Regions from separate parts of the Rattus norvegicus genome. Here region 1 is linked to region 2. The links are chromatin contacts, called in public Hi-C maps. All regions are on one chromosome and are shown on one strand. The core of a region is the stretch at or near the end of the contact, and the rest is flanking DNA. Distances in the headings are between cores, read along the strand shown.

The links. Hi-C and Micro-C count contacts between places; a contact is called where the count stands out from the background.
Region 1: a Hi-C map of psoas muscle shows a contact between it and region 2, with 5 times the contacts expected there. The contact joins two enhancer-like sites. A contact is called at or near these places in 2 of 12 Hi-C or Micro-C datasets (liver and psoas muscle).

What each region holds. Positions count from the first base shown.
Region 1 is chr14:64,113,895-64,116,594 of GRCr8, forward strand. No RefSeq gene overlaps it. Among named protein-coding and RNA genes, the nearest start is that of Ppargc1a, 480 kb to the left of the region's middle. Within about 2 kb of position 1,322, at least 7 of the 93 cell types and tissues checked have an H3K27ac peak or open chromatin away from gene starts, as enhancers often do.
Region 2 is chr14:63,592,129-63,594,828 of GRCr8, forward strand. It overlaps a transcript of Ppargc1a not described here. Among named protein-coding and RNA genes, the nearest start is that of Ppargc1a, 41 kb to the right of the region's middle. Within about 2 kb of position 1,428, at least 4 of the 93 cell types and tissues checked have an H3K27ac peak or open chromatin away from gene starts, as enhancers often do.

The sequences.
Region 1 (2,700 bases), core at 72-2,571, 520 kb after region 2:
TTATTTACTTATTTTTTTACTTATTTGTTTGTTTGGTTGTTTTGTTTGCTGACTTAGAGTTTGCAAGGAGGCTAGGTTAACCAATGATCAGCAGCGATCGATGCAGTCTCTGCTTTCTCCACACCCCTACCCCTGCCCCAGCACTAGTATTAAAAGCATACACCACCATCCTGCCGCTTTTTAAAGTGTGGGTTCTGGGGATCTAACTTGGGTCCTTCTTGCAGGAAAAGCTCAGTAACTGAAATTCTAAAATGAGACAGCATTGAGTGTTACCCTACAAGGAGTAAGACATTTGAAATCCCCCCTCATAGTAATTATGATATTGGAGAGAACAGACAGCTCCATTTTATGGGTAAGAATAGTGAGGCCCAGAGAGAAGAAAATCTACCTATAATAGCATAACACCAGTACCCTACTCACCTTTTCCATCTGCCTCACCACAATCCACCATGATTTCAGGGTGTGTGTGTGTGTGTGTGTGTGTGTGTGTGTGTGTGTGTGTGTGTGTGTGTTTATGTGTGTGTGTGTGCAGAGTCTCATGTTTCATATACAAAAAGAATCTTATACCTTTGCACATTTTATCAAACATGTGAATGAATGAGTGAATGAATGAATGAATGAATGAATAAATTTTGAGATCCTCTCTCAAGACTTCAATGTCACTTTTGTTGTTTCTAGGGGACAGAGCAGCCGAAGTCCGCTTCCTGGCATAACTCACATGCTCAGTAACTCAAAGGTATTTTGAATTTTCTCTTCGGTTTTATATCTTGACCATGACTTAGAGATACTTTTGTTTTTTTATCCCAAGTGGGGGCATTGAATCACCTTAGTATTTTACCAGGAAGGTCGACGCTATTTGCATATGACCATTCCTCTGGCTGCCCACCTTATGACCTTACCCTTCTTGTGTAGTTAAGAGAAGTGGATCTACATCTTTCTCCAAACAGACCTCTGTCTGACTACTTTCTCCAGTTCCATGACTAATGTTGAAGGATCATGGGCCTGACTCAACAAAGGACCTACCCACACCTGCCCCTCTGACTCACTCTTTGTTATCTCCATACATTTTTAGCCCTGTGTATTGTTTCATCATTTCAGTCCCTGATTTCTGGTTCCTTTTCCCTCCGGTTCTCCTTTTACAGCTTTCTTGACAATGACTGTTATTTTCAGAGCCTCCTAAAAGCTTTGTAAGCACCCATCTGCCTTTGCCACACTGAGTGCAGTCATCACCTGCCCTTTGAAGCTCACATGGTATGCACTGGTCTGGGTCTGAGTCAGCTCAGCTCAGAGAACAGGCAGTGGACAAGGTGCCAGGAGAACTGAGGTCTGGCCTGGCCCTCCTCCTGTCTTCTCATGTGACCTTGCAGGCTACTCTTAGGTTTGGCCCAGAAATAGTAGACTGATACTGCTTTGAGATAGAAGGAAACTTTAAGGCATGGATCCAAGGCTGCCTCAGAAAAACATGTTTTGCATTTTGAAACAATGCAAATTTTCAGGCTCCTTCTCAGCTCTTATGAGTTCTGGGAATGGCCAATCAATAGGATGCCTCTGCATTCTCATCAAATGCACAATGGCACAGAGAAGCCAGGATTTCTAGAACTATTCCATTTCTTTGGTCTCCTAGAGAAGCATAATCCTTAACATTTTGGGAAAGAAGAACAAGCTTGGGAACCCCTTTTAACTAAATCTCACACAGTTATCTAGCTATCTGAAACTCGGATGTGTCACCATGCTCTGCTCTAATAGGCACCACTGGGGCTCAACTGGCCAAACCACCCAATACGCTGTTTCTTCATTGCACTTGAGCTGGTGTTGGCATCTGGCCTGCTGGGGACAGCAAGCCTCCCCAGGGGCAGAGCTGGTCTTTGAAATGCCAAGGCAGTGTCCTTGTACATATTGGGGCACAAGTAAAGCAGAGATCTGGATGGCGCCTCCCCTGAAATGCCACTGTGAAGCCTGCAAAAGATCCAAGAGTGGATCAGATTTCCAAGACCAAGCTGGCAGCCATCTGTAGGAAAATCAGATTCCTATGAGTCCTTAGAGGTCACAAGAGGGCACATGACTGCCCCTGGTCAGAGGCTGCAGGGTAGCTCAGGACAGAGAAAAGGGTGAATAAGAATCAACGATCAAAAAGGTGACAAGAAGAAATCTACTTCAGTTATAATTTTTTTTTCAACTTGTCCATCCTGGGTGGTGTGTGGCTTGGGAAGAAATTCACAGAAATTTTCTATCAGTTCAGCTGTCATAATCATGCACCAGACAGTACACACGCCTCTCATGTAAATGACTCAGCGGTCAGCTCACCAGCTCCTTGGAAACCAGCAATAAAGACAGGAATGTGTGGCAAGCACACACTCACACACATGCTCATGAACTTGCAGCACGCTTGCTTAGCAGAAGCTTAAACTCTTGCCGATCATTAACCTTTTGTTAAACTTAGGGCCCTCACAAGTGAGAACTGTGCCTCGTCCATGCTTAGACTTTTCAAGAGTCTGGAGCAAAATTGGTAGGACAAATTGACAAAGATAACAAAACCTACAGGGTCTACTCCTTAGTGTTGAAAGGTCACTGTGGGAAACTCCTCCACAACTGCATACGCAATAGACTGTAGCATAGTAGAAGCATACGTTGTAGTTTTACATGGAAGACTCTTGGCCATCCTGAAAGTTTAGAGCTCTTAACTGAAGACAAGGGGACCTA
Region 2 (2,700 bases), core at 178-2,677:
TGGAATCATAGTGCTTGTACAGAGAGTTTGCTATTATCTCTAGTTCAGATATCTGCTAGAGTCTTGCAGCATATCCTTCACTGATGAGGAAGACACAATGTATAAGGATGCCTAGGGATTGGGCAGCAAATGGCTTAGAACCTAGCACATAGAAAATGCTCAGTGCATAGATGCTGCTGCTGCTGTATCATAGAAGCATTTTGGTGGATCAGGCATATTTAAAGGCTTTATGATGGTATCACCTTATTTAAAATTAAATAAAACTCGTCAAATTTCTTCCTGGACACGGGCATGAGTTAATCCGCAGTGGAGTCAATACTTCATATTCTCTAAACTAAACAGATGTGCTAAGAAACCTTACATGTTAAAAAGGGAACATATGGCTATTTGTTTTATTGTCTTTCTCCAAAAATAGAATCAAAGGACTGCTTATAAATAGGGTTGATATGGAGATGCATATCTGCTTTGAATTTATCTTTTGAAACTCTGTTTCTCTTTTACCCTAGGACATCGGTTAAAGGAGCAAAATAGTTATGAACATGCACTTTGAACCCAGGCAGCTGTGAATTTGAATTCTTTTCAACTTTGTTTTTGAGATAGGGTTTCTATGTAACTCTGGTTGTTGGGGAACTCATTTGCATAAACTAGACTGGCCTCCAACCCCTAGATCCTCCTATCTCTGCCTCCTAAGTGCTGGGGTTAAAGGTGTGAGCCCCTAGGCATGGTTGAGTTTGAATTCTTAGTCTGTGGTTTAACAGAAGTGCTATATACAAATAGCACAAATCCTTGTTGTTCAAAGCTTCTATTGTGTGTAAATCAGAGACACTGATGCCACCCATGATTAAACCCTTTTCATTGAAAGAGATATTGCATGTAAAGGATCTTGACCCCCAGAATAAGGCAAATGTCTTCTACAGAAAGCCACATTGCCCATCTCAGGAGAGACAATATTTACACGGTAACCCATCAGAGCATCTGCTGAAGCAGTGTGGAAAATGGTTCAGATCTAGACACTGAGAGATACTAATGTGACATTGTGATGATCAGTCTAGGAAAGGGACCTATGAGCTGAAGTACATGACAACTTGCTCCTTCTCTGCTAAGATTATTAGCAGAAACAAAACAGTGCAAATTACTATGTTGCCTCTGCTCTTGTACCTTGTGCCTCTTCAATTTCATTAACTTGTGTCAGAAAGCTTTTCCTGAATGCATATTGCAACAATCAAGCCTGTGACTTATGAAACTCAGTAGGGGAAAGAGTAGACATAATCTTTTTGTCCTGGTTGCCAGGGCTCAATCTGGCCAACCCCACCTGCCATGCACGCGGGTATTGTAGGCAGGTTTTTCGGGAGGTGGCACCAGGACACCAGGAGTATTTTGCAAGCAGGATCCTTGGCTTAGCCCTGTGGAGCAGAGAATGTGATCCCCAGCCGGGAGCCAAACCACAAGCATGTGAGCAGAACCTCGAGCTTGGTCTCTACCCAAGTACATGTAGGGGAGTGGAAAACACAGGGCACCTTTGTGAAATACTGCCGCTCACATGCAGGGACCATTCTGCCAGGTCTCGTGAAATCGTCCACTTCAGTCCAAAGGAGGAAATGCAGTGGTAGCTGTTTCTTGCTGACCTGGAATCATCTCCATTAGAAAGAGCCCGCTCATTCACTTCCTAGAGTTCGAGTCTTAGGCAACCCACTTTGTCTAAGTGTTTTTGTTTCTTCAGTTGAAATACCTAATAACTATTCTGCCTGGATCATGGTATCTAGCCAGTGTACACTGTCCTGTCAGTGTATGTAATAAATCTAAATAACCAATATGATCAACTTCTCCAGTGAGGCAACACATCCACTTCTGTCTCTTAGCATTCTGATTGGTCAGCAGAGTCTTGGACCACTGCTAGCAGGAAGTCAAAGTCTCCTTCAGGAAGTCTCTGGTCATTAGATTAGGGCCAACGTTATTTCAGTTTAGGGGTGGTAAATTTTCACAAGACAGCTCCATGGAGTGTTCATTTATAATTGTATGTATATGTATGTGCATGTGTGTGCACGTGGAGGTCAGATCTATCTTAGATGACTTCACCTATTGCTCTCCATTTATGTTTCTGGGTAGACTCGATCACTAGGTCTATTCAGCTATTCTCTCTGACCAGCAAGCCCCCAGGATTTTCCTCTTCCTGCCTTTCAGCAGTAGGCTCGTAGGTGAGCTGCCATGTCTGACATTTTGAGCAGACACTGAGGTGCCGGACCCAGGTCCTCATGCTTCACTGACTGAGCCATATCCAAGCCACTTCTTTGTAGGGTTCTTTTTGAACACAAAGCTGAGATGGGAAAAGTATGTGACCAGTTGCCAATCAATGGTCAGGGAAGTCTCGGCTACTACCATACAGGGTCACCACTGATCATAGACTGCCTCCTGGCTTGGTAAGGCCTGTGTTGCTACAGCAGCCACACAGATCGAAGGATGTCACTATGCTTTCTCTGATGTCCGTTAGTATTCTCACATCATTATGCCAAGCCAAGGTACTATCCAGCCTTCTTGTCACTCATCAATGTTCCTACCTTTCTTCCAAACCCTCCTTGGCAAATTTCTTAGGAAAGACTGCTCCATTCTACTCCAGGCTTCTAATACCTCTGGTCACAAATAGCATCTTTCAACTTTTCTTTTCACGAGTCTTCTTACACATTTTTCAATCTGTTCATCTCC